Linked DNA regions of Rattus norvegicus: region 1 is linked to region 2. The links are chromatin contacts, called in public Hi-C maps. All regions are on one chromosome and are shown on one strand. Each heading gives the region's core, a stretch centred on a gene start, on an enhancer-like site or on the middle of the called end of the contact. The rest is flanking DNA. Distances are from core to core; before and after follow the strand shown.

Region 1 (6,191 bases), core at 3,562-6,061, 190 kb before region 2:
TGAATGGAATGGCAACCTGCTGATCTGTAGATGGCAGTGGAAACCACACTGTTCCATGCTTCCTTGCTTTCAGGACGGGGAGGGTGGCCAAGGCCTCAGCTTGAATTTGGGCAAAGGGAACCAGTGGGAGATACCTGGCCGGGCCTCTGGGCATGGGGAGGGCTGCAGTCATAGGTGATAGTGCTTCTTGCAATCCAGAAGAGGAGAAAGCATTTACACTGGCCATATTAGTGGTTAGGCCACCACCTCGTTCCACCTCCAGGACACAGTTCTATCTCAGGGACAGAGCCATTTCCTTCACTTGTGTTACACGTTAAGCACAGAGTGGCAACGAACTATGCTTGTCAAAGGAACAAGTTGACTCTCAACCTCTACTGTCTCAACTGTTGCTGTCCCCCTGCCAGACTGGAGAATGCACTTTGGAGGATGTCACATTGGAGGCTCTGGCTGGATTGACAGGCATCACTTTTCCTCACAGCTCCTAGGCTCTAGAACCATTCGCATGGCCCCACCAAAGCACAGGGACCAGGAAGTGTAGCCCTACTGTGTGCCCAGAGGGTAGAGAGGCAGAGTCCATGTGTGAACAGCACTGAGTGACTATAGCACTCCACCCCAGGGAAATTTAACTCTGGCAAAACCTCAACAGACACGTGCCTGCTGAAGACGGGGTCAGGGGCAGGACAAGGGAGTGAGGGTCTTCTGGTCCCCTGCTCCTGAACCCCTTATCTTCATCAGGGTTCAAAGTTCTTCAGGATGGCCTCTCCTGGAGCCAGACATCCCTTAATGTTTCCCTCACCCCATGTTGTGCTGTGTCCATCAACATTAAAACCGCTTTCTCCGAGTACATCCTCTGCTGATGAGTGCTCAGAAGCCAGAGCTTCTCACCAGAGGCTCTTTTCTCATCAGTCTGTGCCTCAAGTTCCATCGCCCCAGGGCCTTTCTGAACTTAGAGTAGGTGACACCTCCATGCTTTCTTCTGTAGAGCAGTTTGTTGAAGCACCTAGGACACCCTGGACGTCCTAGTATAGAGCAGGCTGGCCTCAGCTTGACATCTGCACCCTGTCTGGGAACCCCAGTAAGTCTTTCTGGCCGCCTCTGGCGCCAGGGGCCCACGAAGGACTTAGGGATCTGTAATACATGACGACAAAAGGAGGCGGATCAGCTTCCGTGCTGCGCTGCCACCAGAGTGCCTCAGGGTCAGTCAACATCCCACTGATTCTCTAACTGCTAGCAGGCCAGCGTGGAAGGCACCAATTGGAGAAAAGGAGACTCGAGGGTGTGTTGCAATTGACCAGCATTGTATGGAAAAGAAAGGAGTTGCCGGAAAGAATTTGAACACTTTTCAAATGGAGGTGCAAAACCCACTGGTACAATGACTACTATTCAGTGTTTAAGGAGAAAAGCAGGGGATGCTGCCCAGAAGAGTGAATGCAGGTGAAAGGACCTGGTCCATCTCTGGTATCACAAGAGAGGAAACCTCGAAGACATAGATGTTCACATAGGGAGGCTTCCAAGCTGGTTTTAGAAGGGGTACGGGGGTGTCAGGCTTCACAGTTTATTGTTGTTTCTGTTTTTTTCCCAAAAGCTATGTGCACTCTTATCTAGCACCAGGGGAATCCAGAGTGAGGCCAGCCTGGGCTATACAATGGAAACCTGTCTAAAAACTAGATGAAGGTTGGGAGGAACCATATGTTAAAATATATGTACTGTTGGTAAGGTCAGATAATTAAATTGCTGTTAAATGCTTACGAAAGGAGAGCACTTCTATCTTGAATTGTGTCACAAGTGTTTGATTTTTTTTATGCATGTTTGCCTGCTTGCGTGTGCGCCATGCATGTGCCAATGTCTTGGACGTTCAAAAGGGTGTTGAATCCCCTAAATTGAGGGTTAGACAGTTGCGAGTTGCCATGTGGGTATTGGGGACTGAACTTGGGTCCTCTGCAAGAGGGGCAAGTGCTAACTGCTGAACCATCTCTCTTGCTGTTTAAAATTTAAACATATGTATGTATAGATAGGGCACAGGTCACAGTGGGCAAGTTAAGGTCAGAGGACCACTTTCAAGGCTCAGTGCCTGACTTCTACCATGTGGGTCCCTGAGATCACAAATCAGTTCCTTATGACTGGCAGGAGGCTCGCCTTTACCCACCGAGCCATCTGTGGCCCTGGCTATCCACTTTAGAACCAGCGACCCAATGCAATGTGCTACACTGGACAGTAAAGGGTTATTGGAAAGCAAAATCCATATAAAGTCTACAGCTATGTGCCAAACATGGCCCTTTGCTGGTTACCTCCTGAGTCCCATTCCTGCTGGACCCCACTACTAGAACTCACACCACAGTGCTTGGTCTCACTTCCCTGTGCATGGCCCACCCCGTTCTTTCTGACTTCTGAAGTTGTGCTTATCCAAGGCCAAGCTTATCGAAACAGCGCTCTGGAAAACCCTCCTACACCTGCTTGTCATGATCGAAGGCAAGTGCGTCTGTTAAGAGATCAGAAGTTACTCCAGGAAGCAGCACTAAGACCATACAGGTGAAGTTCAATGATCACCCCTGGGAAGGAACACACTGAGCAGTCAGAAGTTAGGCTGGGCCTCAGTTCCCTCAACAGACACAAGAATGCAAAGATGTTTGGGATGTCCTTAAAAGGGAGGGCCTTGGACTTGGGCCACCCAGGAAAGAGATGGGCCAAAGCCATTGTTTGGTAGGGGTATTTCCTATAGAGGGTCAATCCCAGCAGCTGGGGACCCAGCCCTTCTAGTCTGAAGGGAGTCGATACATTGTGGCTGCTGCCTGCTACGGTGTATCAACACTACTGTCTCCATGCAAGACAGCTAAAGAGCAGGAGTCAAGCTAAAGGACTGGTCTCAGAGGCTAAGACTACGTACTTCCTACTAGGAATGGAGAATCTCCTATCCTACAGTAGCCAGAGCCAGAAGTTCCCTTCTGCTCACCCAGAGCTCCCAAAGCTAGAGGACGTTCATGCAAACTAAGCACAGGCCGCTGAATGAAGACTTAATAACTCTCTGGGCTTATCTTTTCAAGCAAACGATACTTTTATTAACATGTAAGATTTTGTTTTCAACATGGTAAGGGTTTTGACCTCAAATGCTTATCAGGTCTGCCACACATTTATAGCTTGACTACATATGAACCTTGAAGACGCCTCTTCCTTGAAGTTTTGGGTCCATTGCAGGTTTTCCTTCTCAGTACACAAAGGGTATTGCAAGGATCTTTCATTTTACGCCCAGGATCTCCTCAAATATATGGGGATACCAACTTGTACAGACGAACAAGACCTCATCTCCCATACCGGGTTCCGTTTCATTTAAAAATGAGTTAGGCTGTCCCAACAAACTCATCAGGCAGGTTATAATAGATAGTGTAGCACATAAAATTTAAAATTTGCACAAAATACATCTCTCCTCCTTTGGTCTCACACAGAAATTAAAGTCCCCCCATAGAAACAATACAATCCTCCGACCCTTCTCCCAGGTCATCAGTCCTAGCCGTGTAAGGCCCATCCACAGTCCCAGATGAAGTCTGGGCCCTTCTTCTGCCATTGCTGCATGGAGTCCTCTTCTAGAATTAACGCAGCTTCTTCAGAACTTTCAGAGGCGGTGAGCTCCAACTCCAAGTCTCAAGTGTCACAGGGACCCAAAGTTCAGGGAGCTATCAGGTCACCCAAGAAAGAGCAAAGCACCTCAAAATTCAGGAACAACAACCAAAGCCCAGGAATGAACGTTATTCAACTGCCACAGGGCTTACAATCTAGGCCCTAATTCCCGTATGTGAGCGCATTTTCCAAATCAAAGTTATTTTCCCCAAACAAACAAAAAAAAAGGAACCACTGAATAATCAAAAACTCATATCGAGGTCGTCAACCGCAGACCATAGCAGAAACGTAGTGTCAGTGAGAACAGAGTGAAGACAGAGGGGAAAAGAAAAAAAAATAAAGAAAGAAAAAAGGAAAACAAAGGCTCTCTGGTTTCAGCTTCTCCAGGGTGTCATGTCAGCCAATCGCCATCACTCAACCAGAATCCATTGGCTGGAAACCTAAAGCACGGGCGGGAGAGATGCATCACCGAAAGGTTAATCACGCAGGACAGTAGAGCAAACACCCGGACCCTCCTGGAGATTGCCTTGCTCAGGGCCTCATGCTTTCCAGCACAATCTGGAATCTTCCAGGGTCTCCCCACCGACAATTTGCTATACACCTTCCCCAGAGGGGCCTAGTTTACTCCGGGGCGACAAGCCAGCCTCCTCCCCTCAGTCGCCCACGCCCCACCAGGCTCCCGCCCTTACCGCGGACGGCTCACGAAGACTCGCTCTTCTCTATCCGCCGCACGAGCTGCACCAGCATCTCGGCCATCTTCGCCATCTCCTGCGCCTTCTCGTCGGCCTTCTCCGCCCTGGGGCCGCGGGGCTCGGCGCCGCCCGCGCCCTGCAGGTGGTTGAGAGCGCTCTCCTCAGAGGCCTCTACCTGCGTCTTGATCTGGATCAGCATATTGTCCATCTCCCACAGCTTGCCCCGGTTGCGCACGGGCGCGCGTCCGCGCTCGCGCGTCAGCGACGCGATGTCCTCGCGCATCTCGTGGATGACGGGCAGCAGAAACTGCTCGAAGTCCTCCTCCGGCTCCAGCACCTCCACCTCCTCGGGCTCCGCCAGCTCCACTGCGTCCAGGGGCCGCATCTCCGCTGCTTTGCTTGTCTGCACGACACTCAGTGACCGAGCTCGGGCCGAGTCTTCAAAACTTCCGCCGCTGTTCCAACTTTCTGCCTCGGAGAAGCCACGGAGACGAGCGGCTGCGAAGCAGACGAGCGGCGAACAAAATGGAGTCCCAACCGTCAACCAGAGCTCTGCGCCTTGCGACCACTTTCACGACACAGCCGCGCCCCTCTTTACGGCCGCGGTGCGAGGTGCGGGCGCGCGCACGTCCATGAAGGGGCGGAGCAAGCGCCTCCGCGGCCGCGCGCAAACATCAGCTCGTCACACCTCTAAAGCTCTTGGTGATGCACTCTTCTCTGAATGATGCCAAGTTCACTCCTCATTGTTTCTTATTCTGATTTTATTTATTTACCTTTTGAAACAGGACCTCACGTTGTAGCAAGGCTGTCCTGGAACTCAATTATTTGGCTTAAACTGATCTTGAACTCTGAGCAATCTTCTTGCCGTACCTTCCCATGTCTGACAAATTTACTTTTAAAAAAAAAAGAAAGGAAGGAAGAAACGTAAAAGAACGAGCCTGCTTGCAATCCCAGCACCTGGGACGCAGAGGCCGGCAGATTGTTGAGTTTGAGGCCATTTTAGTGTACATAGTGAAATCCAGTAGTGAGACCCTGTTTCAAAACAAAACAAAATTAACAAGCAAACAATAACAAAAAACAGCTTTCCAAAACTGGGAAGGAGGAAAATTGGAAATCCACAGTGTGGACAGTCATACTGCTCATAGCTCCGCCTCTTGATTAATTTAAGTGTAATTATCTTATCTTGATTGATGAGTGCCTGGGTGTTTTTTACCAGACAGAGCTCCTGGCTTCCTGAGGTGAAACTATTGTCTGATGCGTTCTGAGGTCCCAGCTGACCCAAAGTTCAGTTGGTGATCACCTGATGTGGAAAGGACAGAAGTTGTCGTAGTCAAACAATTACTCAACACTGAACTTTAAGGGAAGATGCCGAATTCTTAGTCTCTTGATCAGACAGCACTTTCTCAAGAATATGAACCATGTATCTCGCTGGTTTTCCAACCAGGAGTCATGAAACCACTTTGCAAATACCAACCATAGGCATATTTAAAATGCATATCTTTAACTGGACTCTTCACACTCAGTGGCTTTTTTCAATTTATTTATTTATTTATTTATTTATTTATTTATTTATTCTACATAAGTAAATACATTGTAGCTGTCTTCAGACACACCAGAAGAGGGCATCTGATCCCATTACAGATGGTTGTGAGCCACCATGTGGTTGCTGGGAATTGAACTCAGGACTTCTGAAAGTAGTCAGTGCTCTTAACCACTGAGTCATCTCTCCAGCCCATATGTTCCGTGGCTTTTAATTTAAAAAAAAAAAATCCAGCCTTTAGGTTTTCTTGACAGCATGGAAGCTATTGCAATTAAGAACATGAATGAGAGTAAATGGTTCAGAGGACAGTGAGGTTCTGTTGCACGCTGCATTAGGATAGTTAGATT
Region 2 (7,113 bases), core at 791-3,290:
GCCATGGTGGACAGTGAAGATATCATGTCAGGCACCTGCGCTGGGCTGGCTGCGTGGGGCACTGGGCCTCCCTGTCCAGCAGAAGATGCCCCACGGGTAACGTGTAAGCATCTAACTTGGTGGGAAGGTGATATCTAGTTAGACTGTCTGAGATGGAAAAGCCGTGGAAATGGACTGGGCAGACGCATGGTTCTCATTTAACCATGGGAAAAGCCAGGTTATGGACTTTGCCGAGGCCTGGCTGAGCCTTCAGGACAATCAGAAGAGAAAGGAAGATTTTCAACATCAGATAACCCCATTCCCTGGGGGTGGGGGGTTGAGAGATAGGCAGACATCAGCCCCCTGGAGCCAGAGGAATGCCCGGCTAGGAGATCCCATAGGCCGGAGGAATGTAAGAACCATTGAGGGTGATTGGAGCCATGGAAAACCAGAGAGGAGGGTGGGAGCCATCCAGGCAGAGTGAGGAGCCTACAACAGGGGCAGCACTGGGGTAGACAGCACATCGAGAAGGAGGGGAGATTGTAACTGGATTCAGTAAGGGGAACTAAGAAGTGGGAACTTACAAGTGGCTTGGCATGTGGCTGGGGGCTTTAGCCCCCTCCTAATGTAGGAAACATGAGAGAAGGGGTATCTTATAGAGAACAGGGCTCCTACCCATCTCCACCGCATTACCAGCAGGGACGAGAATGTGTGTGGCATCTGTCATATATTTATGTGTTTCTGGGGCCACGATTAAGCTACGTCTCCAATGCGACCAGTCCCAAGCCTTCTGAAGGTGTAAGGGAGGCCGCTGGTACTGGGGCGTTCCATACATTTCCACCTGGGAAGGAAGGTGAGGGGTGTCTCTACCCAATCCTGCCTGTATCTGAGGACGTTCAAGGAACATTCAGGAAGAAACTGGAGCATAAACTCTCTCTTGATTCCTAGTCAGATGAAAAGTACATGAAAGTGTCATCAGTACCAGACAGACAGAGGTTGAACAGGTGAGGGAAGAGGGAAGGTAGCCACTGTGATCCCCATGGGCTTCAAGAACCTAGAACACAGCTCTGAGTGAATGATGGATCCTGGAGAGAGTAAAGTCCCAGCCAACCTCCTGGGGGCTTTGTTCAAGGTGACAGAGGAGGGGCTGCACCTGCTTACCTGCTTGCTGGCGGGGGTGGGGGGTGGGGGGAGCAGAGATTCATTAGCTCTGTCCATTAGGTGTCCCAAATCTACTGAGCCTCTGGTGTCAAATGGAAACTGTAAGTCCTACCCCTGGGAGTAGGGGTCCAAGGGCGCGGTGGAGGGTGGCGGTGGCAGGGAGCTAGTTCCAAGAAACCAAAACACTGCTTTATTGGACTCTCATATAAGATCAACTAACAAAATGCGGTGAAAGGACACGGTTCCATCACACCCAGAAGTGTAGGGTAAGATTTTCCAGAAGGCTTCTAGTCATCTGACCAGAACGTAAGTTCCTCAAGGTGCGGTGCATACCAGAACCGGTGGCCACATCAAGGCCAGCGGGTTCCTAATAGGGTGGATAACTACAGGAGGGTCCCCAGGATTCCTGCTGTCCTGCCTCCTTTACTGAGAACCCGAAGAGGGAGAGAAACAGTCACGCGGCTCCCGGGTGGGCTGAGCCCCCACGCGCCCCAGGGATCAGGTCCTGCATGGCCCTGTGCAGGGTCGGGGGACTTAGGTCTTGATGGGGCAGCTCTGGGGCGTGGGCAGCCTCAGACCCGCTGTACCATCCGCAGCGCGGTGTCGCGGGGAGATTTGCGGGAGTGCCGGGACTCCGGAGCTGAGTGAGAGGCGCTCGGCTTGGACACAACTGGCTCAGTTGGGACAGTAGACACCTCGGGCTCCGTGGAGCAGCGAGAGTCCTGGCTTCCAACTTCTAGCAACTTGGAGTAGACTTGGGGCCCCGCCACCCATCAGGAGAAACTGAGGCCGGGAGAGCGACGCGTCCCAGCGCTCCGTAACCCTTCCCAATGCTGCATGCCCAAGGCCAATGCCAAGGCCATGGCACAACGACCCTGAAAAACTCACCAGCCGCAGTGCTGGGCCTCCCAGCCCGCCGCGAAGTTCCTCCAAAACCGCGGAGATTGCAGCGGCCAGCTGAACAGGCGGAGCGCGCGGCCCTACATTCAGCGCGGCCCTGGGAAGGGGGCGGGGTCTGGGCGGGGCCTCTGCCACCCTCCATTCCTGAAGCGACTCAGAGGGAGGAGTCCCTCTGAGTGGTCGACATGCCTGCCAATCACTATGTGCTCTCGCGAATCAAGGTGCGCCTCGCCTTGCTGTGACTGGCTCTCTCGGGGCGCCAGGAGGACAGATGGCGCCGAGAGGGCGGGTCCAGCCGGCCCACAGTTTAAAGTTTCCAAGCGGACTCGGCCCGGCCCTGCCCCCTTGCTGCCCCGCCTCCAGGACGTCCCTTTCCTGACCAAAGCCCGTGAGCCTGCCTAATAACAGGTGGTTGGACCCAGGAGCAAAACTCGCGCCACCTTTAGCCCGCCTCTGCACCATGAGGCCCCATCTTCAGACTTCAGACCGGCTATTACAATGCTGACTAACGTCGCGCACTTCGTGCCAGGCGTCCTAATTCCGGGGCATCGAGAAACACAGAGGAGGACTCCCCAGTGTAGCAACGAGTACAAAAAAGTGTGGCACAAGTATGTGCACGTGCTACCAAACCCCAAAAGCAAACTATAGCACGCTTTAAAGATTAGCCAGGCGATAATGCAAGGAAAGTCAGGCAGTTGAAAGCCTCCTCCCTCTTTTTCCCCCTCCGGAGTGTCTGAGAGGTGTGGTTTGGAGATGAAAGCTACAGTCCAGTTTCCATGCTCGTTCCTTTCCTGAACCGCACACCTCATTGCACAGAACCTGTTCTCGTGACCTGCAGCAAGAGTTCAGACTGAGACCGCACTGGCTGTTCATCTTTGGGAGCTGCACTCCGCCCACTGAACCAGTACAACCCGTGTAAAGCACGGATTCACCAAATCCTTCGACTCTTGCAGCTGCTCAGGGTCTAATCTTCTCAAGTACCCCAGCTAGGCTCACAGAGAAGGAAGAGTGCCCCAGCAGAGTGATTCTTTAGAAGCAAAGATTTTCAGGTTCACCCCTAAGTTTGGGGTGTCTGTTTTGGGGGGCGGGTGTAGTGGCAAGTTCAAGAAGCAGGAGCACCAGATGGCAGTGGCTTTTTCAGAACTATAGCCTTGGCTTACCAAAACAAGTTGCTGTGAGTTGCTGGAGGAAAAACCTCCCAATATGGAAAAGGAAAAGTGGCCCCTGCCATAGCAATTCACATTTCCATGGTAACCAATTGTCTTAATGCATTTTCTGTTGCTATGACAGAATATCTGGAACTAGGTAATTTGCAAAGGAAAGAAGTTTATTTGGCTCATTGTTCTGGGGGTGGGAGAAGCCAGGATCAGATAGCACGTGGCAAGGGCCTTGTCCTGCATCAACATGTGCAGGGGAACAGAAAGAAGGGTGGGTGGCACCAGAAGAGTAAAAAACCTAAGGCACCACTCTTTGTAACTAATTAGTGCACCCCCTCCAAAAGACTTCAACTCCTTTCACGGCCTAACCACCCATTAAAGTCTTCACCTCCTCCGAACACTTCACAGCTAGAAACAAATGTCAGTGTCTGCTACAGCTAATATAAATGTAGCTTAACTGACACATGAAAGTTATACAGGTGTATGAGGAGCACACACACAAACACAGGCAGAGAGAGAGAGAGAGAGAGAGAGAGAGAGAGAGAGAGAGAGAGAGAGGAGAGATTTAAATCAGGGTAGACACAGCTCAAGCATTCGTCATCTCTGTGAAGTTTTTCTTCTATTTTTGAGATCCCCAGCACACCACCATAAGCACAGGGCCACTTTACTGTGTGACAACCAGAACTTCTCCCTCCTCTGACTCAGTGCCCACCTCCCACCTCTCCCCATCCCACCTCCTGCAAACTACAACTAAGCCACACACCTGTCTCCTCCTCCTTCTGGGAAGCCCTTCCCTCCCAATTATCTCTTGAGCATTTAAAAGTTCTTTAAAAACCAATTTAGTGAGTTTTTTGGGTTTTGGTTCTTGGTTTTTATACTCGGCCCACCTACCCTCCGTCTGGGATGGCTGGGGCTTGGCCCACCCTGCGGAATTAACATCCTGTTCACATTTGCAAGACTTAGCACAGAGAGGCCTGCGCTAGCTGGGCTTTGCCTACTCACTCTTTATGGCCTCTAAGAGCACACGTAGCATGGTCATCCACTCCTTGCTGGCCACCGTCCAGGACAACACAGCAGCCTGGCTCTCAGGAGGCTGCACAAGCTGCCACAACACAGAGGCCAGGATGGGGCAAGCTCATGGGAAGGATAGAACAAATCCTCCTGTGACTAAGGGAAGAGAGGGTTTGATAAAGCTGCCTCTGACTGCTCAGGGGGTCGCAGAATGCAGCACCACACTGGCTTCTCCATGGAGCTGGAAAAAAAAGAACAGAGTCACAGGCAAATCCTAAAACGGACAGTGAGAGAGTGAGAGTGAGAGTGAGGGCAAATTAGCAAACTAGACAATGACTTAAAGAGTGGACACCATACAGCCCATAGGAAAACACAAACTACCAGACACACAGAAAGGAGCTGGGGCTGGAAGGGTGGTTCAGTGGGTAGGAACACTTACTGCATAAACCTGGGATTGAATTCCCAGCACCCAGATAAAAGGTTGGGCGCAGCCACACGTTTGCCAGAAACCATAGCTCTGCTAATGATTGGAGAGGAGAGGATCCCTAGAGGTTGCTAGCCACCATTCTAGCTCCAGGTTCTGTGGGAGACCCTGTCTCAAGAGAATAAGGCAGAAAGTGATAGAATAGGACATCCCACCTTCTCCTTTGGCTTCTGTACCCTCCCCCCCCCACATACTACACACATCACACACACACATACATCAGACACAGCTCATACATCCACACACCCAAAAGAAGATGAGCAGGAGGAGGAGGAAGGGGAGAAGGAAGAGGAGGAAATGATCTAAAAGTCGTCCCAAGAGGAGTACCTTGCTGTATACAGAAGCCCCACTGGGAACTGGAGGGAAAGCGAAGGTGAGAGAAGAGATGGCCAGTGACCCTGGGCTGCAGCCATAATCTGTAACCCGAGGAAACAGACAAAGCCTTGTGGGATTCCAGCAAGGAAGGGTCAGATCTTGAAAGGAGGAAAAAATAAAATCTCAGTGGCACAAAGTTCCTCGAGGACTTTGGTGCAAAATCCGGGCACTCTGATCAAGACAAGGTGCCCTCTCCTGTGGTGACAGGCCTCACCCGTCAGGGACAAGAAAGAAAACATGCAACCTGGCAAGCAGCTATGTTGAGCCAAGTTTTAGAGGGAAATAATCTCGAAGATCCACTCTGACGGTGACATCGCAAACATGGGGAAGACCGTTAGACAGAGCACGGCCAGGAACAGGAAGTGGTGTCCAGCAGTGGCTCTTAGCTCTGATTTGATCTGAGCCAGTCACTTCCTGCTGGGGCTGCCAAGTGGGAAAAACATTTACCACAAGCTCCAAGAAAGGCCATGTTAACCCACAACTAAAAACTACAATCTCCTCTCACAGGAGTCAGGACATTCTAGGATGGGGAAAAAAGGAAGGAAGGAAGGAAGGAAGGAAGGAAGGAAGGAGGGAGGGAGGAAGGGAGGAAGGAGGGAGGGAGGGAGGGAGGGGGGAGGGAGGAAGGGAAGGAAGAAAGGAAGGAGAGGAGGAAGGAAGGAAAGAAGGAAGGAAGGAAGGAAGGAAAGAAGGAGGGAGGAAGGAAAGAAGGAGGGAGGGAGGGAGGGAAGGAAGGAAAAAAGGAAAGAAGGAAGGAGGGAGGGAGGGAAGGAAGGAAGGAAAGAAGGAAGGAGGGAGGGAGGGAGGGAAGGAAGGAAAAAAGGAAAGAAGGAAGGAAGGGAGAAGGAAGGAAGGGAAGAAGGAAGGAGGGAGGGAAGGAAGGAAGGAAGGAAGGAAAGAAGGAAGGAAGGAGGGAGGGAGGAAGGAAGGAAAGAAGGGAGGGAGGGGGGAGGAAGGAAGGAGGGAGGGAGGGAAGAAAGGAAGGAAGGAAGGAAGGAAGGAAGGAAGGAAGGACCAGAGGACAAATAAGGAGAACGTGTCTTAGTGAGGGTTTCTGTCTCTGTGATAAACAGCAAACCCAACACCTTGGGGAAGAAAAGGCTTATTTCAGCTCATGTGTCTAGAACACGGTCTATCATGAAGAAAGTCAGGCAGTAACTTGAAGCAGAGATCTGGAGGCAGAAACAGAAGCAGAAGCCGTGGAGGAGTGCTGCTTACTGGCTTGCTCCTTATGGCTTGCTTAGCCTGCTTTCCTAAAGCACCCAGGACCACCTGCCCGGCTTTCCTCCCACATCCTAATCCTGATTTCTTCCCACGACGTCATGATATTCAGATTCTCCACTCAAGCTCTCTGCCCCCTTTTTGCTGCTGGTACTTACTGACTTCTTTCCCTGGGCTACACACGAGCACACAGGCACTGAGGGCAGGGGCTGGTGAATTGTCTTCCGGAGAGCTGAACTGGGGGCCTTGAGGCCACTGGTATGCCAGGAAATGAATCAACAATATCAGGTCCTGACTACTGAAACCTGGGAATGGGACTGGGAGGATTTGATTAAGTTAAGGGTCAGGGGTGGCCTGGATATCCTTTGGAGAGAGTGGTAGGTGGCTACACTGAGGAGAAGGACAGAGAGAGACCGAAGATGCTGGACTTAGAAGGATGTGGTAGCAACTGGCTTGCCACCACTGGAAGCAAGAAGAGGCAAAATGGCTTCTCCTTGATGACAACCCAGTGACAGTGACTTTCAGAGATCTGGCTCCAGAATGGTGGCAGATACATCTCAGTGGTTGGAAGCCACGGAGTTATCAGAAGGCAGCTTCAGGAAATGAACACAGTGATGACATGCCAAGATTGTGGCCCTGCAATGACCTGATACCCAACCAAGTTCCCGTAGATAAGCTTAGGTGGGGTATGGAAATCCTGATCTTTCACAGGGATGGCTTTGGGGAGAGAGTGGTCAAGCCCTTGGCATTTAAATCGACATTCATAGAATGAAAGACTCGGTGCCCACAGGATAAACAGGCAGTACTCAACGCTTTGGCTCCTGA

Evidence for each region. A called contact is a pair of places that touch in the nucleus more often than the background predicts.
Region 1: a contact with region 2 is called in a Hi-C map of liver, with 4 times the contacts expected there. The contact joins the promoter of Mrfap1 here to the promoter of Wfs1 in region 2.

Annotation. Positions count from the first base shown.
Region 1 is chr14:78,225,845-78,232,035 of GRCr8, reverse strand. It overlaps Mrfap1 (Morf4 family associated protein 1), which reads right to left and starts at 4,811. Exons shown (of 2, transcript NM_001009264.2): 1 at 4,302-4,811; 2 at 3,034-4,052. The coding sequence starts at 4,689. The coding sequence ends at 4,312.
Region 2 is chr14:78,030,132-78,037,244 of GRCr8, reverse strand. Wfs1 (wolframin ER transmembrane glycoprotein) reads right to left here and starts at 2,040. Exons shown (of 8, transcript NM_031823.1): 1 at 2,029-2,040.